Regions from separate parts of the Mus musculus genome. Here all the other regions are linked to region 6. Evidence: chromatin contacts called from public promoter capture Hi-C data. All regions are on one chromosome and are shown on one strand. Each heading gives the region's core, a stretch centred on a gene start, on an enhancer-like site or on the middle of the called end of the contact. The rest is flanking DNA. Distances are from core to core; before and after follow the strand shown. Region 1 holds the start of Slc25a25 (solute carrier family 25 (mitochondrial carrier, phosphate carrier), member 25). Region 2 holds the start of St6galnac6 (ST6 (alpha-N-acetyl-neuraminyl-2,3-beta-galactosyl-1,3)-N-acetylgalactosaminide alpha-2,6-sialyltransferase 6). Region 3 holds the start of Brd3os (bromodomain containing 3, opposite strand). Region 4 holds the start of Ciz1 (CDKN1A interacting zinc finger protein 1). Region 5 holds the start of Tor2a (torsin family 2, member A). Region 6 holds the start of Sptan1 (spectrin alpha, non-erythrocytic 1). Region 7 holds the start of Swi5 (SWI5 recombination repair homolog (yeast)).

The links. Promoter capture Hi-C pulls out the DNA fragments that hold promoters and counts their contacts. Capture Hi-C pulls out chosen DNA fragments and counts their contacts.
Region 1: a promoter capture Hi-C map of pre-B cells shows a contact between it and region 6, with 4 times the contacts expected there. The contact joins the promoter of Slc25a25 here to the promoter of Sptan1 in region 6. A contact is called at or near these places in 2 of 39 promoter capture datasets (liver and pre-B cells).
Region 2: a promoter capture Hi-C map of adipose tissue shows a contact between it and region 6, with 3 times the contacts expected there. The contact joins the promoter of St6galnac6 here to the promoter of Sptan1 in region 6. A contact is called at or near these places in 1 of 39 promoter capture datasets (liver) and 1 of 9 other capture datasets (adipose tissue).
Region 3: a promoter capture Hi-C map of liver shows a contact between it and region 6, with 4 times the contacts expected there. The contact joins the promoter of Brd3os here to the promoter of Sptan1 in region 6.
Region 4: a promoter capture Hi-C map of neutrophils shows a contact between it and region 6, with 5 times the contacts expected there. The contact joins the promoter of Ciz1 here to the promoter of Sptan1 in region 6. A contact is called at or near these places in 5 of 39 promoter capture datasets (the C10 cell line, liver, neutrophils and 1 more).
Region 5: a contact with region 6 is called in a promoter capture Hi-C map of pre-B cells, with 3 times the contacts expected there. The contact joins the promoter of Tor2a here to the promoter of Sptan1 in region 6. A contact is called at or near these places in 3 of 39 promoter capture datasets (liver and pre-B cells).
Region 7: a contact with region 6 is called in a promoter capture Hi-C map of liver, with 4 times the contacts expected there. The contact joins the promoter of Swi5 here to the promoter of Sptan1 in region 6. A contact is called at or near these places in 5 of 39 promoter capture datasets (cranial neural crest, hippocampal neurons, liver and 1 more), 1 of 484 Hi-C or Micro-C datasets (B cells) and 1 of 115 datasets of contacts at active chromatin or transcription factors (astrocytes).

Annotation. Positions count from the first base shown.
Region 1 is chr2:32,450,093-32,452,870 of GRCm38.p6, forward strand. Slc25a25 (solute carrier family 25 (mitochondrial carrier, phosphate carrier), member 25) reads right to left here and starts at 1,378. Exons shown (of 10, transcript NM_001164357.1): 1 at 975-1,378. The coding sequence starts at 1,232. Naif1 (nuclear apoptosis inducing factor 1) reads left to right here and starts at 365. Exons shown (of 2, transcript NM_194335.2): 1 at 365-2,778. The coding sequence starts at 2,347.
Region 2 is chr2:32,605,704-32,608,517 of GRCm38.p6, forward strand. It overlaps St6galnac6 (ST6 (alpha-N-acetyl-neuraminyl-2,3-beta-galactosyl-1,3)-N-acetylgalactosaminide alpha-2,6-sialyltransferase 6), which reads left to right and starts at 1,282. Exons shown (of 7, transcript NM_016973.3): 1 at 1,282-1,408; 2 at 2,339-2,393. The coding sequence starts at 2,368. Gm52551 (a long non-coding RNA gene) reads right to left here and starts at 2,198. Exons shown (of 2, transcript XR_003954025.1): 1 at 2,070-2,198.
Region 3 is chr2:27,441,130-27,443,829 of GRCm38.p6, forward strand. Brd3os (bromodomain containing 3, opposite strand) reads left to right here and starts at 1,307. Exons shown (of 2, transcript NM_001360791.1): 1 at 1,307-1,685; 2 at 1,799-2,700. The coding sequence starts at 2,254. The coding sequence ends at 2,508.
Region 4 is chr2:32,361,820-32,364,552 of GRCm38.p6, forward strand. Ciz1 (CDKN1A interacting zinc finger protein 1) reads left to right here and starts at 1,379. Exons shown (of 17, transcript NM_028412.2): 1 at 1,379-1,479; 2 at 1,986-2,160; 3 at 2,400-2,515. The coding sequence starts at 1,991.
Region 5 is chr2:32,755,804-32,758,666 of GRCm38.p6, forward strand. It overlaps Tor2a (torsin family 2, member A), which reads left to right and starts at 1,431. Exons shown (of 5, transcript NM_152800.3): 1 at 1,431-1,647. The coding sequence starts at 1,497. It also overlaps a transcript of Ttc16 not described here.
Region 6 is chr2:29,964,232-29,966,931 of GRCm38.p6, forward strand. It overlaps Sptan1 (spectrin alpha, non-erythrocytic 1), which reads left to right and starts at 1,329. Exons shown (of 57, transcript NM_001177667.1): 1 at 1,329-1,554.
Region 7 is chr2:32,286,722-32,289,447 of GRCm38.p6, forward strand. It overlaps Swi5 (SWI5 recombination repair homolog (yeast)), which reads right to left and starts at 1,348. Exons shown (of 5, transcript NM_175190.5): 1 at 1,165-1,348; 2 at 876-924. Golga2 (golgi autoantigen, golgin subfamily a, 2) reads left to right here and starts at 1,605. Exons shown (of 26, transcript NM_001080968.2): 1 at 1,605-1,675. The coding sequence starts at 1,628.

The DNA.
Region 1 (2,778 bases), core at 128-2,627, 2.5 Mb after region 6:
TGGCCCATCCCTTTCCAGCCAACAAATATCCTTAGATGTATCTAACTTTCATTTTTTGAAAAAAGTTCCAATTGAGCGATGGTGGCAAAGGCCTTTAATCCCGGCGCACTCAGGAGGCAGAGGCAGGTGGATCTCTGATTCCGAGGCCAGCCTGGTCTACAGAGGGCGTTCCAGGGCAGCCAGGACTACATTGAGAAACACTGTCTAGAAAAAAAAAATCCCCAAAACCAACCGAACAAACAAAAAAAGAATCTTTCTTCAGATTCTTTAACATATTCGCACTCCAATTCGACAAAGGGATCATGACCCAGTGTTCTGAAACAGCAGTGGGGGGCTGGGTCTAAGCCATGAGAAAGAACTGTTCAGTCTTCATCACCCACATCCACACTGATCTGCCTAGAACCCCAGTTCCCATTTTTTTCTTCCCCAACACCCACATGTCTCTGTGAGCAACCAGATTAGAGGCACCGGTGGCATGGAAACGAGAGTGGGGGGAGAAGAGCGAGCGAGCGAGAGACAGACAGACAGACAAGGGGTGCCAATGAGAATGGGTGGATAGGAACCTAGGTGTTGAGGGAGGATGGGCACCAACTTGGCCTTGAGGTCCGTAGGGCAATCTTGAGATCTATCTGTCCTTCTATCTAGAGGGAAGTAGAGGGGGCTTTCTGTCCATCAAAGAGACCCAAGGGTGCCCATCTGTAGCCACGACGAGCTTTTCTCACGGCCCCATCTCCCACCTGAGGAGCCCCACACTAACAAGGTGTGAATTTCCTTTCCATCTGTCAGTGGAGGGACACTATCCCCCCCAACACCAGGGGTTCCGCTCAGCTCTAGCAGCGTCCGTCGAAACCTGACAGGCTACAGAAAGCAGCCCGAGAAGTCCTGCGGTCCCGACCCGTCCCCTTGGCGTCGGTCTCTCTCCTCAAGACCTCCCGGATCCTCCCCGCCCGCGCGGACGGCGCACGCAGACTTACCCGGAGCTCGCCCTCCGTGCGGTGCAGTCCCAGGCGCCGCAGCCCCACCGCCAGGTCGTTGACACACAGGCCGCCGTCGCGGTTGACGTCGAGTGTCTGGAAGAGGCTCCACAGGCGTAGCTGGTGGTCCGGGCCGCCACAGACGGCGCCGCCGCACGGGTCCCCTACAGAAGCCGGCGACGAGGCGGACGACGAGGCGGTGGCGGCGGCGTCCGGCGGCGGGGAGGCCACGCAGCGGCACAACACACTGCTCACCATCGGGCGCGAGGCGGGGGCGCCGGACGCCGGGCTGAAGGCGGCAGGAGAGCGACCCGAGCGCGGAAGCACGCCGGCTTTCCTCAGACAGCGAGCGCGGGCTCCGAGAAGCCGGCCGACTGGAGGGAGGGGCCGCTTCCGGGAGCCCCGCCCCGCGGCGCGCAGAGGCGCTGACCGCGCCCTCTGGCGCACTGCCGACCAATCATAGGCCGGTATGTCGGCTCCGGGATCAATGAGGGGGCGGAGTCACCGTGCCAGCTCGAAGGCGATTCAAACTGAGGGAGCCGGGGATTGGCTGAAGCTGGGTAATAGGCAAGCAGAAAGCCTTGTGTCCAATTCCCATTCAGAAGCTCTATTTAGACTGCGGAATGATGAGGCTGAGAGGAGCGTTGTGTAAGGAGAGATCGTAGCTAACAGTGGAAATGAAATGTATATGAGGGTAACTGTGGACTGAAGTTAGAAAACACAGCACCATTGAATAAAATGAAAATTTAACGGGCTGACGACTCGAAACCGAGAACACGAATCAAAATCAGGAGGCTAAGCTTTAGGAGTCTTCTAAACTGCCAATAAAACAACTGAATTTTACAACGTAATAGTCGCGACACGAACTGAACGACAGTCTGCTTTTCCAATGGAAGTGAATAATGTCCGTGTGGGCGGACATCCTGAAGCGACAGACAAGACTTTAGACCAATGACCAGGCCAGTTCTAGCAAAGAGGTGTGTCCTCTAGGAGGAATGGCAGGCCTGGAGAGCCAGTGATCGGCCAGATATTTGAGCCACGCCAAACCTGGAGGGCGGGGCTTCTCAGGGATGTGCCGAGGGGCGGGAAGAAGGGAAGTGGGCGGATCTCCGCACACCCCAGCGGAAGAGGCAGATTCAGGAAGCCATTACGCAGCTGGCTGGCGGCGGTCGGGCCGGTCAGGGCTGGGCCCTACGCACTTTGCGTAGCGAGGGGGGTTACTTAAGGCCTGGTACTTGGCCTTGAACAAGCCCTGCCTGTCCCCCTAAAGGGGGTGGGAGTGAAAGAGAGGCGAGGCTGAGGAAGAAGAGAAGAGAAATTGGGGCTGTTAAGAGCATTATAATTTCTTTAAAAAGAGAGGAAAGGGGAGGCCATGGCTGTCCCAGCCAAGAAGAGGAAGATGAACTTTTCAGAGCGGGAAGTGGAGATCATCGTGGAGGAACTGGAACTGAAGAAGCACCTGCTGGTGAACCACTTCAATGCTGGGGTCCCTCTGGCTGCCAAGAGTGCAGCCTGGCATGGCATCCTGAGAAGGGTCAACGCTGTGGCCACCTGCCGTAGGGAGCTGCCCGAAGTCAAGAAGAAGTGGTCCGACCTCAAGACCGAGGTCCGTCGCAAGGTTGCCCAAGTCCGAGCTGCTGTAGAAGGTGGCGAAGCTCCAGGGCCCACAGAAGATGATGGAGCTGGTGGGCCTGGGACAGGCAGTGGCAGTGGTGGCAGTGGCACAGCCATAGCTCCTGTACTGCTGACCCCTATGCAACAGAGGATCTGCAACCTGTTGGGTGAGGCCACCATCATCAGCCTA
Region 2 (2,814 bases), core at 32-2,531, 2.6 Mb after region 6:
TTACTATGATGTTTTCCTAAGTAATTACAAAACAGAACTCTTTAAACATGCTTTCTCTTCCTAAATCTCCCCATCACCCTCTCAGGCATGCACGTTAACCCTCGTTCCCAGCCTCTTAGAACACTATGGGTAGGCAGTCTTTGTTTATGTAACCAGCTTTCTAACAGGCTACATATGCACATCCCTGTGTCCATACATGCACATCCCTGGATGTCTGGAGGCCAAAGGTCAGCCTCCAATGTTCTTTCCTTGACCTGGGAGGCCCAGAAAGGGTAAGCTAGCTGGAGGGGTCTCCTGTTCTTCCCACCCCCAGAATGGGGATTACAAACACGTGACGTCGCTGGGCGGGGGTAGCACACGGCTTTAATCCCACCACTTGGGGAGGCAGAGGGATCTCTGTGAGTTCAATGCCAGCTTGGTCTAGAGAGCAAGTTTCAGGACAGCCAGGGCTACACCAAGAAACCCTGTTTCGAAAGACAGAAGCAGAACACGGCATCGAGTCTGACATATTGACTATCTCCCTAGCCCTCAGGTTGCATTTTTCTTTAATTTTTCATTTTATTTTATGTGTATGGATGTTTTGCTTCCACATGTCTGTGTACCACATATATGTGCAGTACCCATGGATGCCAGAAGAGGGCGACAGATCCTCCTAGGACTGTGCTGGGAGTGGACCCCAGGTCCTCTAGAAGAGTTGCCAGTATTTGTAACTGCTGAGCCATCCAGTTGGTTGGGTCCAGATTGCTTCCTTTTAGTCACATAAAATAGTGCAACGAATATTTGAGGGTAGGATGAAGAGAGTTGAGCCAAGATCTCTCCATGTACCCCTGGCCGGCCCGGTACTCACTATGTCTATCAGGCTGGCCTTGAACTTGCAACAGTCTTCCGCCCTCTTCTATCTCCTAAGTAGGGTGCAGGCCTCTAAGCTACCAGGCCCATCAAAAGCTACGTTTTCAAACGTTGCTCTCTCCATTTTCCGGAGATAAGGAGATGAAGTACCAAGCTGCCTAGGGGATGGTTACTGGGTCTCTACGAGGGGGAGTCCAGGTAATTAATAACCAGAGTTCGAACCCAGTGATCTCCGCGTTTCGGATTCCCCATCCGAGGTCCTGGTGTCCATTTGGAGAGAGAGAAATGGATGAGATTTGGGATGGGGCGCGGGGCACGAGGGTGCTGTGGGAGAGCGTCTCTCCTCTCTGGCACCTCCCTGGGGCGGGGCCATCCGCAGCCTGAGGCTCCGCCCTCTCGCTCGGCCCTAACGGGACTGCGAGCGCCGGCGCTAGGACCCGGCGGGCTGGAGCTGCGGCGGGGCCTGGGCGGCCAGAGCGGCGCGGACCCCGGTTCTCGGCTCCCGGCGCCATGTGACGGGGTGCGGGGGCCGCGGGGGGCCGGGCGCTCCCCGGCGGAGGTGAGCCGGTGCTGCGCGGGGGCGGGCAGCAGAGCGGGAGGGGGCTTGTGCTTGCGCCTCGGCAGTGGGGAGCCGCTGATAAGGGGGGAGCCCCAGGGCTCCCCGAGACCCACTCTGCTTGCTAACTGCACCCCGAGATCTAGCGGGATTCTTTGGGCCTCTCGTGTTGGAGATGGGGCGACCCTGCCGCGGCCCCGCACCCCTCCCCTGCAGAGCCGGGGTCAGGATAGGATGCTTGACCCTAGGGTGCAGCGGCAGAAGATGGGGAGCGGGGCTGAGCCTCTCACGAGGCACTCGGGGGTACCCTGCTCCCGTCACCTGGAGAAGCCCCAGAGCGAGCTCAGGGTGCGGCCCTCACCCTCAGCCCAGAGCTCAGCCTCCGCAGGTCCAGCCTTGGAGCTGAGTCTAGGCTTCTGGGCTGCCACCTCCCCAGCGGAGTCAGCAGCTCCCCACCAGGCCTGGCCACTCCGAGCCGAACTAGATGTCTGGCGCACGCACAGGCTACAAGGGGACCCTCCCGGGAGACCCTTTCAGGCTCCGCCCTGTAAACAAACACTACAAGATTCCCCCCTCCCCCGCTTGCTCCTGCTCCCTGCGAGGCGCGTTGCCTCTCTGATCCCTCAGTCTCCTCATCTGTGAAATGGGGAGCAAGAGCACCTACCAGGCGTTGCCTTGAAAAGTGTGTAGGCAGGCGATGCTTTGCGTAGCTCCGGAGCATGTTTCGTAATATAAGGGAAGTCCCCGGCTTGGGGTCAAGAGGGGGAGGATTGTTTCTGGGACAGGCTTGTGCAGGGGCGGGCATTGAACGGAGTAACCCGAAGGCTTAGGATTTCTGATATAGTACTTTCAAGCCTTCGGCTCTCCTTTTCACAAATGCATGCATCTTTCCAGTCGCCCCAGGAGTTACCAGTTCTTATTCCCATTTCACAGATGAGGAAACTGAGGCTCAGAGAGGTCACATGGCTTGCTCGAGGCCCCCCAGCCAGTAAGTGTGGACCCGACATTCGCACTGGCACCTGATACGCTGTTCTGACCATGGCGTTCTCAGAGCAGGACCGTGACGGGCCTGACCGGGGGAACCGTAGTCCTGGCTGAGGGCACTGCTCAGGCAAAGGTGGGAAAGTGGGGCGTGGGCCTGGGACCTGGAGTGCTCCAAGTGTCTGGAGCACGGGGCATGCGCAAGACAGGGTAGTAAGACGGTGGTCTGTCTGGGAGCTGTGGCCAGACCCAGGGGAGCTTTGAATGCTGGAGGTGTCAGGGTTAATGGGGGCGACTCTAGGATTCTGGCCTCCTGTCTTCTGACCTAACGGTTTGAGTCCACGGACAAGCCACGCCTCCCTTCCATTAAGCCTGTTTCCTGAACTGCCCGCTGGGGACAGACAGAAGTCTGGGGTCTCTGACTGAAG
Region 3 (2,700 bases), core at 57-2,556, 2.5 Mb before region 6:
TCACAGTGTTTGGTCGGGTGTAATAGGAGTGTATGCTGAATTTTCCTGGGGCTTTAGGACAATTCAAATGAGCAGTATGTGGAATGGCGGAATTTCGCAGCTACTTTTGAAATGATGCATCCCACACCACATTAAATAAATTGAAAACAAATGTGCCCATCATCTGAGTGGGATGTCAATAATAACAGCAATAGGTCTGAGAAGGAAACTGCACAAAGAAAATAAGGACTGAAGACAAAGCTTAGCCTTAGAGCACTTGCCTAACATGCCCAAGGCCGTGGCGTCAAACTCCAGACCACAAAAGCTCCAACCCAAACATAAAATTAATCCCAGCACTGTGGGAAGCAGAGGCAGGTGGATTTCTGAGTTCGAGGCCAGCCTGGTCTACAAAGTGAGTTCCAGGGCAGCCAGGGCTATACAGAGAAACTCTGTCTCGAAAAAACAAAAAAAGAAAGAAAGAAAGAGAGAGACGGAGGGAGGGAGGGAGGGAGGGAGGGAGGGAGGGAGGGAGAGAGAGAGAGAGAGAGAGAGAGAGAGAGAGAGAGAGAGAGAGAGAGAAAGAAAGAAAGAAAGAAAGAAAGAAAGAAAGAAAGAAAGAAAGAAAGAAAGAAAGAAAGAAAGAAAGAAAACCTCAGAAACCATGTTAGGATCGAGAACTGGGAAGGTGCCTAATGCTAACTCCTAATCCCTCTTCAGCATCTCCTCCAGGTTTCCTAGCCGCTCCTCACCCTCCATGCTCCTCCTTACAATGCCCCCAAGCTCTTCTCCCCAGCTCTTAGCCCCATCTCCCTCCCAGTCCTGACTCCAGAGTGTCTTCCCCAGGCTCCTTTTCTATCCTGGCTTCTCCCTTTGTGTTTACCACCCCCTCCACTCTGCAATGCCCACTCTGCTTCCCCCAAACGCCTCTTCTTCCTCTGCCTCTTCAGGCTCCTCCTCTCAATCCTCATCCTCTCCTCCCTAGCTCTGTCTTCTCCTAGCATTCCTTTCATGCTCCCCCCTCCAGAGCCTCCCCATCTCCTAGATTCTTCCCCCACTACACACTCCCAAATTTCTCGGGATCCTCCTCTCTCTCCACTCTCTCCTTATCCTGGATCTCGCTCTGCCTCTTTCTCCGGCTCCTCCTCTCTTCAAGCTCCTCCCCTCTCCCTTTTCTCTGGATCTCCTCCTCCCCCTATTCTCTCCGCCCCCTAACCTAAGTTCTCTCCAAGCTCCCCCTCCCACTCCAGTCCTTCCCCTTTCCTTCCCCACCGCCCTCTGGACGCTCCTCCTCTCCCTCTAGGTCTTTGGCCCCGCCCACAGAATGATCGATGTGTCCGTCTGCAGGCTGGTCCTCGGTGCTCGGCTCGCCACGCCTGCGACGCTGCCATGGAGACGTAGCCGCGGCCTCCTGGCTCTGCCCGGGACCTGGATCCCTTGCGTCAGCAGGCCCACGCGTGTCCGCGAGCGCCGGTGGCAAAGTCTGCTTCGCTGGAGCATCCGGGCAAGCGGTGACTTTGCTGGCCGCTGGGGCGTAGGGCTCGCATCCTTCCTCCTTCCAGTAGCTCTCTACTCCATAGCTGAGGACCGCTTCTCTCACCAGCGGAGAGGAGACCCTGGGACCGCCAACCGTCTGTGGGTTATTAAGGGACCTGCGATTGTCCATCCGCCTCATCCTTCCGCTCAGCTCAGCTCAGCAAGCTGCATCCGTGAGTAACCTCGCTTGAACACTCTGGCCCATAGAGGCTGCTCCTGGTGGTGAGGCCCATGCTGGGCCTGTCCCCGACTCCCCTCCCCTTCCGACAGTTTCTTCCCTTTGTAGTGTCACCCTTGGTAAGAGTGGAAGACTGGCTAGAAGAAAGGACCTGAACCAACGCTTAGTCCACATCCCCATTGTGTTTTGAGCGGGGTGGACAGGCCAGCCCCTGCTGCAGACACCCTGGATACATCTCTTTGAGCTCAGCAGTATTGCAGCGGCAGTGGACACCTGATAAGCTTCCCAGGAGTGGTGTGGAGTCACTGTCAACACTAGAGCACTTTGTCTGGAATGGCTCTCACGTGGCTCCTGAATGGTCAGAGATGTGTCTTGGATTCTCCTGCCCTCCTGAGGATCTTGCCTATGGAAGGTCTAAGTTACCTACTTTCACTATTAAGTTGAACAAGGACTCCCAAACCCAACAGCCATCAAGGTTGTTGGCCAACTAGTTACAAAGCACAGCAGCCGGCTGTTCCTGGCCTAGGAGGAAAGCCAGGTGTGCAGGACGCTGGGCCTGTGGGATGAGTGGGCGAGTCCCGCTGGCAGAAAAGGCCCTGTCAGAATCCTATGCCCGCCTCCGGTACAGGGATACGTCCTTGCTCATTTGGCAACAAGAGCAGCAGAAGTTGGAGTCTGTACCACCTAGTACATACCTGAGCAGAAGCCGCAGCATGTGGTACTCCCAGTATGGAAATGAGGCCATCTTAGTTCGAGACAAAAACCAGCTTGGGGTCTCTAGGGACACTGGCCAGTCTAAGTTTTGCTCAATCATGTAATTCCAGGGAGAAGACCCTTGATGGCCATGAAGATCAAGCCGTGGTATAAAAACGCAACACCCAAGAATGTCATCCAACACTTTATTAGGGGCACAACAGGTACCTAGATGCTCCTCTCACTGCCCAAGCCCAGGAAATGCTTCCAAACAAAAGGGAAGCAAGAGAGACACACACCCCGACCCTCACCTGCTG
Region 4 (2,733 bases), core at 129-2,628, 2.4 Mb after region 6:
CTTTTTAGGGGCAGGTAAGAGCCATTAAAGAAAGTAACTGTGTCAGACGTGGTGGCAGAAGCCAGCGGGTTTCTGTGAATTCGAGGCCAGTCTGGTCTATAGTGAGTTTCCATATGTAGCCATTGCTACACAACACAATGAAACGGAAAAGGAAATCAGAGGCTTGGGAACTTGTTAAGTGGTTAACGTTTGTTCTTCTTCCAAAGGACCCAGGTTCAGCTCCCAGCACTCCCACAGGTGGCTCACAACCATCCACAAACTTCTTCCTAGGGGATCAGATGCCCTCTTTAGACCTCTGCAAGCACTAGGCACATACAAAGTACACACACATACATGCAGGCAAAACATTCATACACCTGAAATAAGAATACATATTTAAAAGACGGGGGTGAGAGGCGGGCGTGGTGGCGCACGCCTTTAATCCCAGCACTCGGGAGGCAGAGGCAGACGGATTTCTGAGTTCGAGGCCAGCCTGGTCTACAAAGTGAGTGCCAGGACAGCCAGGGCTATACAGAGAAACCCTGCCTCAAAAAACCAAAAACCAAAAAAAAAAAAAAAAAAACCAAAAAAAAAAAAAACCAAAAAAAAACAAAAAACAAAAAAAAACAAAAACAAAAAAACAAAAAACGGGGATGAGGAGAGATAGCTCAGTGGTTAAGAGCACTTGTTCTTGCAGAGGAGCTGGGTTCGATTCCTAGCACTCACAAGACAATTCACAAATGTTTCTAACTCTAGTTCCAGGATGTACAAGATATACACGATATACAGATACACATACGTTCAAAACACTCATACACATAAACTAAATCTTTTTTAAAAAAATGTAAAAAACAAAACTATTTTTTTAAAGCTGAATTCACCACACATACGCGCGCCCGCTTGCTCTTGTCCCAGCCCCACGCGGGCTCGGGATCTGGGGACAGTGGTGGCATTGGGGAGGTCAGTTGGGATCTGACCGACTGTCGGTCCCCTTTGCCCCTGCCAGATAAACAGACGGCCGTGGGAACTCAGAATCGCCCCTTCCCGATGCTGGGATCTGGGGACAGGAGCCTACGCTGCCCGGCGCCTCATAGCACCTGGGAGCCACCGCGGCTCTAGCGATTGCAGATTGGTCGCGGTCCCCGCGACGTGACCTGCGCGCGAGGCTTGTTCGCCCGCCGCGGCGTCCGCGCTGAGGCCTCCGCACCTCCAGAGGGCGCTCTGCGCGGGAGTGGCCAGCCGCTGGGCCTTCGGAGTGTCCCGGTCCGGTCACCGTCCCGAGCAGCCCGGGAGCTCCGGAGCCCGCCTTACGAGTCAGCTCGTGGCTTTCACGGTTTCGGTTTTCGTGGATTGCCGGGAGGTGAGGGGGAGCCAGTGTGGTGCCCGCCCCGGAAGCGACAGTGGAGGAGGGTTGGGCACCCCGGGAAGGGTGGACCGCAGGGATAGCGGCTACTTGCAGAGAGCCTACGGGCTTTGTGGACAGGCGAGGCCACAGGATTAGTTAAGTGGCGTTGGCTATATCTGCGAGGGAAGGGAGTGGAGGGATGAGGGACAACGGAGCGGGGTGGGGGTGTGCTGCGGCGGACGGAAGCGTTTCCCATCCAGGGTTCATGGATTTAAGTGACACAATTTAGGGAGAGGACAGCGGAATCCAAAACAGGGAAGTGTGCACGGGAAGCACCAGGAAGTGTAGAGTGACTGACAGGCAGGAGATGGGAGTGGAAAGGTGTGCTCCGATTAGAAGGTTGGACCGCCAGAGTTGAAGAGATGGGAGGGAAGATAAAGAACTGAAGGCGTGTCTGTGTGTGTATCCTGTTCTGGCAGCTGACCGGAAGAACTGGAAGCCCCGAAGCCCCGGGTATAAATGCAGCGTGCTCTTGGCGTGGGTGGGACTGTGTAGCGGTGAAGCTTAGCAGGCGTTATGCTGGGGTGGGTGTTTTGGGAGGGGAGAGAAGCTGGATCATCCCAAAGTGGTGATCTGACCCTACCCACCATACCCCCTTCAGCCACCATGTTCAACCCGCAACTCCAGCAGCAGCAACAGTTGCAGCAGCAGCAGCAACAGTTGCAGCAGCAGCTCCAGCAGCAGCAGCTCCAGCAGCAGCAACAGCAGATACTGCAGCTCCAACAGCTGCTGCAACAGTCCCCACCACAGGCCTCCTTGTCCATTCCTGTCAGCCGGTGAGTTTTCCACTTCCAGGAGCAGTCTGAGGTCTGACGGCTCAGACCCACATTTTGGAGCCTGGCTCCCAGTAGTTATTTTTTCCCCAGGGGCATCCTTGTTTGAGTATTAAATGTCATCAGTTTCTACCTTGGAGGGGATCCTCCATCTGCCATTGAGATGGAGAGAATGGAGGTGAGAGACCTCCGGGTAGATGGCTTTCCCAGGACCCCTCTGACACCCTACTCCCATCACACAGGGGCCTCCCCCAGCAGTCATCCCCGCAACAGCTTCTGAGTCTCCAGGGCCTCCACTCGACCTCCCTGCTCAATGGCCCCATGCTGCAAAGAGCTTTGCTCCTACAGCAGTTGCAAGGTATGGCAGTTCCCCGTGGCCCTCAGCTTCTTCCTAACCCATTCATTCTTACCAACACTCACAGCGGCCCTAACAGCATCCTTATAGATGAAGATACCAGGCTCCCAGGAGATGAAGTCCACAGGCTACTCTGCTAAGTACAGGGTTACCGGGCTACGGTGCTGGCCGTTCCTGCCTCTGCTGATAAACCTAAGGGGAGGCACACCCGTAACCCCCCT
Region 5 (2,863 bases), core at 181-2,680, 2.8 Mb after region 6:
TCTGAGCTCTTGATATTAGATCTTCGACCACACCTGGAGGTGGGTTGAGTTCAATGGCTCAGTGACTAGGAAACTTGGATAAGAAGCTTAATGTCTTGGGTTCCAAATTCAATAGAACCAAGACAATAAGGGACCCCCTCTCCTTGGATTTATATTAGTCTTTAGCGTGTAGTAGTAGCTGGTAAGAAAGAGCAATACTCATTTACATATATATGCAAATTTTTTTAAGCTCTGAGAAACTTTTATTAGGGTTTAAAAGAAAAACCCTGGGGCAGGCAAGCTTTAAATCTCAGATGCTGCCTGGAGGAGGAGGATGGAGAAAGAAAAAAAGCCATGTCATTTGGATTAGTTGACAAAGAGGCTAGCCTCGCGATAGTCAGAGAGGGCTTTAGGGAGTGACACCCAAAGTGTTAGAGAGGTGTGCTTAGAAAAAAGAAGGGGCCGGGCAGTGGTGGTACACACCTTTAATCCCAGCACTCAGAGGCAGGCAGATCTCTGAGTTTGAAGCCAGCCTGCCTCAGAGCTAGTCCAAGGACAGCTGGGGCTACACAGGGAAACCCTGTCCCGAAAAGACAGAGACAAAGGAAGAAAAGTAAAAAGCACACTTTTGGAGTTCCTTAGACTTGTGAAGCTGCATCACTGCCTTTTGATTTACTTATTTATCCATTTTGTGAGTGTGTGTGTGAACTCACGCACGTGTAGAGAGGTTCAAGGACAATTTGCAGGATTGGTTCTTGATTTCCACCAGGTAGGCTCTGGGGATTGTACTCCGGTCTTTAGGCCGGTTGGCAAGTGTCTTTGCCTACAAAACCAGCTTTTTTTTGGGGGGGGGGGTTTGAGACAGGGTTTCTCTGTGTAGCCCTGGCTGTCCTGGAACTCACTCTGTAGACCAGGCTGGCCTCGAACTCAGAAATCTGCCTGCCTCTGCCTCCCAAGTGCTGGGATTAAAGGCATGCACCACCACGCCCAGCTCACAAAACCATCTTGAAGGTTCTATTTTCTGAGCCAAAAACACTTTATGTGACCACATCTCATTGAGCTGACCATCCCTGGGTATAGAGTAGGTACTGTTGCATCCCATGTAAGGCGCCTGCCTGACACTGGCAGAGACATTCTCAAAAGGCGGTTGTGAGCACTCTTCCGTCACATTTTTAAAAAGAGCTTGGAAAAGGCTCTCAGGAAAGTGTAAAGTCCGGCTCAAGTTTTTGTTATTATGTTGTTTCACTCTCTTAATCTTTTATTCTTTCTGAGGTAAGGTTTCGGGCCGCTAGTTACCCGTGACCATGGCAACGCGGGACTGGGTGGTTCGCGGGCTCCCCCAGGAGGCCTATTTGCAGTACTGCTGCGAGACAACCTGTGGGTTTTAGAGCCCCAAGGAAGGGGAGCCGGGAGTTGTAGGCAATGGGCGTGGCTGCCTCGGAGCGGTGCACACCGGGAGCTGTAGTTCACAGGTTCTGGCGGTGGGCGGCCTCTGACCGAAATCGGGCCTCAACCGGATGGCGGTGGCGAGGCACGGCTACCGGCCCTGGGGCTCGATCCTCGGGCTGCTCGGGCTGGCCTTGGCTGCCGCCGCCGCCTGGGACGTGGCTTCTCTGCGCTGCACCTTCGGCTCGTTCTGCGAATGCGACTTCTGGCCCGACTTGCCGGGTGAGGGGTGGGAGCCGGTGCGGACGGGCGGGCAGCCGGCAGTTCGCAGGGGCTCGAAACATCTGCCGCCCCGCCGGCCGCCGGCGGAGGTGGGGATCCGAGAGCCTCTGGTGCAAACCTGAGGAGAGGGTTTGGAGGGGGCCCGGTGGAGGGAAGCCTTTGACAGAGGGGCGCCCAGTGGCTTGTGGTAGGCCTCCCTTGTGCGGACTTGTCACACCGGGGGAGAAACCTGCCGTCGCCTGAACCTGTAGACAGCTGTCGTCTACTCGGGGCTGGTGCAACCCGGAGAACCGCCTCGAGGGGGCGGTGCCGCACTGGCCCTTGCCGAGGTGACTGATCCTGTCCCTCGTTTGGACACAAGTATCCCAGAGGTCTTAGACACATGCCTTCGACCCTCTGATGCTTTTTGTTTGTTTGTTTGTTTGTTTTCCCGACAGAATCTTTCTACACTGATTTGACTGTTCTGGACCTCACTATGTGGACCAGGCTGGTCTCAAACTCCCAGAGATCCACTTAGCTCTGCCTCCAGAGTGCTAAGAGATTAAGGGTTTGCACCACCATATTCTGGCTCTTTTTGTTTTTTGTTTTTTTAAAGATTTATTTATTTTTTTATTTATATGAGTACACTGCGACTGCCTTCAGACACACACTAGAAGAGGGCATCAGATCCCATTACAGATGGTTGTGAGCCACATGTGGTTGCTGGGAATTGAACTCAGGACCTTTGGCAGTCAGTGCTCTTTCCATCTTTCCAGCCTCCCCCTTTTTTTTTTAATATTTATGCTTTGCCTGCAAGTATGGTTACATCCATGTGCCCATGGAAGTTTGAAGACGGTGTTGGCTCCTCTGGGATGGACTTACAGATAGTTGAGAGCTACCATGTGAGTGGTAGGAATCGAACTTAAGTTCTCTGCAAGAGCAGCCAGTGCTGTTTGTTTGTTTGTTTGTTTGTTTGTTTTGAGACAGGGTTTCTCTGTGTAGCCCTGCTTGGCTGGCCTGGAATTTACTATGTAGACCAGGCTGGCCTCGAACTCAAAAGAGATCTCCCTGCCTGTGCCTCCCAATTGCCTGGATTAAAGGTGTGTTGGAATTCACCATAAACCCAGGCTGGCCTTTGATTGGGAGGATTACTGCTGCCTCTGCCTCCCAGGGGCTGAGCTGACAGACATGAGTCAACAGCCTGTCATCTGCTTTGATATGCGTTCCTTCTGTGGCC
Region 6 (2,700 bases), core at 79-2,578:
CTGTGAAGCTGCCGCTGAGCTGTGGCCACTCCCTTTTTATTTTATTTTTTTTATTTTTTAAATCTCTCCTCTCCAAGGAAAATGACTAGGAATGTTCTTTCACCATCATGCCTACAGTCAGAGTAGCTTAGAAGTCACCTTGCAGATCCTAGGCTCAGCAGAAACCAAAGTGCAGAGGACCAGGAAGCTTGGGACTGGGCCTCATCCCAGTTCTGGAGCAATGCCCAGTTCTTTATAATTATTTAAATAGGAGGGTGGCTTGGTAACCAGGAGGCTGATGCCTGGCAGAGCTGCCTGACTACACAGGAATGAGCTGGGTGCTACTCCAATGGTTGCCACACAGCTGTCACCCAAAATGGAGGAAGGGAAAGAGCTTTTGCAGTAGGGGAGCCTGGCTACAGAGTTTAGTTCAGAGCCAGGCCCTGAAAAGGGTTGTGTATAAGAAAAAAATTACAGAAATTGTGTTTTCCTTTTCTCAGAAGTCTAGCACCCACTTGCTTAACGCTTGTGTTCAAATCTTAGGTTCTCTGATTGCTGCTTCGTGCTTGACCTGGGGAGAGAGCTACCTTCTATGTCATCAGGATGCTAATTTGTAAAATGGGAAAGGCAACATCTACCTTGTAAAATAAGAGCAGAGATTAAAAGCCCAAAGCACGTGCGGTGTCAGCTAAACAGCAAAGTTCAATTAATACTGGGGAAAGAAATAGTAATGTCGTTTATCAACTGGGACGAATACACTCTGTCTACTGGCAACAGGAAGATTGCTGAAGAATTCTCCATATCCTGAAATAAAGTCTTACGCCACAAATCAGTCTTTTTTTTTTTTTTTTTTTTCCCTAACCGGGATTTTTTTCCCTACCACCTCCTCAAACACGGATCCTTATATCATCTTTTTTTTTTTTTTTTGGCCCCATCCCCCACCAGAACAGGCAGACTTGGGTCTTCCAGAGCCAAGCCTCCCCCAGAAAAAGTGCAAAGAGGGAGCCAACATTCCAGTGAGATCATCCGAAAGGGACAGGGCGTCTTTCCGGCCAGGGCAGCAACATCCCCAGCCTGACTGCGGCGGCGGGCCCCGCCCTGCCCTTCGCCGCAGTCTCGGAAGGGCTCCCAGGGCGGAGGGGTGCGGCACAGATTCTCTGCAGGGCGGACTGGGCGGGGCAGGATTGCTCGGGTCCCACGCCGCGGCGGGCGGCTGCGGCGGCTGCTCCGCTCTGTGCCGCGCCCCGCACCCCTCGCAAGCGCGTTCCCGTCCTTTACCCCAACCCCCACCACCCCGCCCCGCAGCTTCGGCTCCTTCCGGACGCGCTCGGTCCTCTCCGTACTGCAGTGGAGCAGCGAGTCCCGCCTCTCGCGTCGCCAACCGGGGCACTTCCCTCACGCTCGCGCTCGGCCGCCGCGGGGGCGCGCGCGGCCGCTTATAAAAGCCACAGTGCGCGCGCGCCGCCGTCACTATCCGCTGCGGAGCGAACGGCGTGAGGCAGGGGCCGCGGCGGCGCATCTTTTTCCTCAGCAGCCCTCAGCGCGGCGACCCACGCCCCTCACCCCCAGGAGCCGGTAAGAAAGGGCGGTGGGCGGGAAGGGAAAGGCCGCGGGAGGCCGAGCACCGGAGCGATGTGGACAGATGAGCTGCGGAGCCTCGCGGGCGGCTCCGTGGGCCCCCGCCGCCGCCTTTTGTGGCGCGTGGGCTGCGGGGCGCGGCAGAGCCGGGCGGCGACCTGGAGTGTCACGGTCCGCCGAAGGTACGCGAAGGCCCCTTCCTGCGCCCGCGGCCCCACCCGTCGCGGCAGGTGGCGGGGGGTGGTCCTCGGCAGCACCCACCCGCGAGCGCCCCCGCACCGCCCGTCGCCCGCAACTGCGGCGCTCGCACCTCTCGGAGCCTCCTGTCTGCAGTGAAGGGCTCGCTGACCTTAATTTCATCCTGTGTGGCGGTCCCGGGCCCTCCGGCCGCAGAAAGGCCTCCTTTTTCTTTCCTGGTAATAAATGTCTTTTCTCTCCAGTGCCGACCTGCTCCAGTATAATAGTTAGATGCGGTGCCGCTTGGTTGGAGGAGATCCAAATCCAATAAATAACTTAATAGCTTACAGCTCTTTTCTTTCTATATAAGACATTAAGTCGAAGGCTTCTGGGTTTTTTGTTTTTTGGGGGTTTTTTTTTGGTCAAATTCTACTGCTGTGCCAGTGTGAAGTGATAGAACAGTCTTTTGTCTGAAGCTATCCCTGCAAATTTGATGAAATGCTTCTCCAGGAAAAATTTGATTTTAAAATCCTCTCAGGTACTAGAATTACACACACACATATGCACACACGCGCGCGCACACACACAAACACACACACACACACACACATCAAGAGGGCTTCTATGTAAGTAAGGGTCGGTGTGTTTTAAATGAATGTCCCAGAAAGGGTGAAATCATTTCGAACTGCTACACTTCATAGGGCTTTGTTGACTTTCATCTCTCTGTTTCTGTCTCTGTCCCTCTCTCTACAGGCTCTTACAGTGTAACTCCAGCTGGCCTGGAATTTGCTGAATAGCTCAGGCCGGCCTCAAACTCAGGATTTTCCTGCCTCAGCCTCTCAGATAATCAGGTTTTTCTATATAGAGACCCAAAACATTTTAAGTCGTTTGTTCTTTACCCTTGGTATTTTCAAAAAGCTAATTATTATGACTGTCAAGGAATACAAGAGAAACCAACCATATGAA
Region 7 (2,726 bases), core at 98-2,597, 2.3 Mb after region 6:
CCTCCATCTGAGGCTTAAAAGCCATCTTATTAAGTACAAAATACACTCAATCCTCTTTATGATTAAACCTGCTTCTCAAGGAATTGGGCTATGCCCCACCTAAAACCTTAACTTCAAATGGTTCTGCATGGCCTGTTACAGGGATGGCAGTCTTGTCTTTGTTCCAAAAAGTTGTTTATAACCATCTTGCAACCCCACCTTTGTTTCAAAAGGAAGACCTTGTTCTGCCCATCTTGCAATCATGTCTTTGAGGAGGTCATTTGGACTAACGGGTATGCTTATGTTCTGCCTCTGTAACCCCACCAAGTCCCCATTTAGAAACCCCCTACCCCTGAACTCTAAAAAGCCTTGTCGTCCTCAATCCGAGGCTGACTTTTCGAGCTCCGCCTTAGGGACCCGTTTACACGAATTAAAATGTTTGCTTTAACCAACTGTTTGCTTTGAGTTGGCCACTATGATTTGGGTCTTTCTCCTCTAATCTTTGGTATTGACAACTGTCTCAAAGGGAAGGGGTATAAAAAAAAAAGAAATTACTAAAAAGAAGCGAATCATCTAAAAGAGTACTTTAAAAATTCATCTTTTGAGGATGAGAAATGAATAACTTTGAGTTTTGGGGGTGGCATTGGGAGTGGTCAGCATAAAGATGCACATATTTCTTGACTGGGGAACCATGCAGGGACTGGTGGCAGGCTGGGTGAGGGGACAAAGCAACGAGCAAGAGCGGTTGGAGAAGCGTAGGCATCGGGCAGGTAGGACTGGGAGGGGAGGAACCCATGTCTGAGAAAGGAAAGAGAAGGAGTGGAATTAGGAAAGGGCTAAGCTTGGAGGCGACCGGCGGGTGCTGGGATGCAGAGGGGTGGGGCTGATATACTCACCGGTGATCGGTAGCCGCCATGGTAAAGTCGGCTGAATTCTGACTCACCCCTGGGGAGGAACCCGAGAAAAAGGCTGATGAGGATGGGGTTACCGAGGGGGCGCGGGAGCCGCAGCTGCAAGAGGTTGGGTCGGGACCCAGCTACTGGGATGGGGTGGGGGTCTTTGGGGTCGGGGTGCGCATCGTGGGAAGGGGAAAGTGTGGAGAACGGGTTACGGAGAGGCCTGGTGAGGAGGCGTGAGGGGTCGGGCAAGGGCTGGAAAACGAAGCGCGGCGCGCTCCTCACCCACCTCCTGAACCCTAAGGTCCGGGGCACCCGGAGTGGGGTGGGCTTAAACTCGGAAGGGTCCAGGGTTGGGGTTAAACGGCTGCTTCAGGGAACTAGAAACCGACGACGGAGACCACCAACCGCCCCACGTCAGGCTGCGCACGCACCAAGTTAAAGCGGTTCCGCCCCTGCTTCCCATAGGCCGCTGTGAGGGGTCATGGCTGCGCGCGCAGCTCTCGTCGTTAACTCCACCCGTCGCTCAGGCCTCGCGACCGCGTGGCCACGCCTCCCTGTCGTTCATCGTTCTCATCAGCCAATGGGCTTGGAGAAGGTAGGTCACGCTGGGTTTCCGAGCGTCCAAGGGGCGCTCTGCACCCGCCTTCTCTGGCCCTTGTAGAGAAGCCGTAGCTTCCGGAAGCAGTTTCGCGGTGGCTGCCGGGATCGTGGTGATGTGGCCCCCCCGCTTCCCCCCTCCCCGCCCCGGGATGTCGGAAGAAACCAGGCAGAGCAAATTGGCTGCGGCCAAGAAAAAGGTAAAGCGCTCCGGGTCGCGGCCCCTTGACCCCACCCGAGCTCCTCCAACGGCAGGACCCATGACCAGAGTCCGAGTCTTTCCCGAGACACACGGGTAGAAGAACCCCTCAGCGCCCTGGGCTCCCCCAGTGAAGTCTTCTCAGCCAGCCCCGCCCCCTCAGCAACCCAGCCCCCGCCCTCTCAGTCGCCCCTAGGTGACTTTGGTCAGTGACACAGGGTCTCTTAGCCCCCGGCTCCGGACGCTCCAATCCAGACCTCCCAGGGCACCTGTCTCCAAGGTCCTCGGTCCTGGCCCTGTAGGCGACTCGGGCGTTGGTAGTATGGAGTGGAATGTAGTTACGTCACAGTCCCCCCTCGAAACTGTCATTACTACTCCGAGTCTGGTTTGGATTGCTCCACCTGCTCACCTAATGTTGTTGCCCCTTTTCCCGTTTCTCTGGTGGAGAACCCATTTCCACCTGGAAGGGAGCCCAAGTGTGGAATCTAGTGCGGAGACGCTGTAGGCGCCCGCATTCCCTTAACTTAGCATTAGTGTGAGCACAACACTGTCAGCACCCCTTGCTGACATGGATTGGTTTGGTTTGGATTTGGTTGTCTGCTCTCTAGAGAGACTGTAATCTCTCTGGAGCAAAACGCATGTTATAGTGTTGATCAGTGTCTTGGGGAACTGAACTTAACTTAAAATTCAGCCAGAATGTCTTTTCCAACTGGGGTGGTGAGAAGCACGGGATGCGGGTGAGGCATCTCACGGGAAACATCACTTTCCCATGCTTCTTTTGAGAGAAAAAAACCATAAAAGTCTGGTTTGGCATTTTCATAGATTTGTAGAGACTTCTCTCTGCGATGACAAGGGCTGTGCCCTTTCTGTTCCCATGTTCACTAAAGCCGTGGCTTCACGGTTTCTGCCCTTCTGTCATGTTGTAAACTTAGGAAGCAGGTTTAGGAAGTACTGCGGTGTACCTTTAGTATGTGTTGCTAAAACGGCCCCAGTGGAGTTAGGAGTGGAGCTGAGTTGTTAGGGTGTTTGTTTAGTATATACAAGGGCCTGTT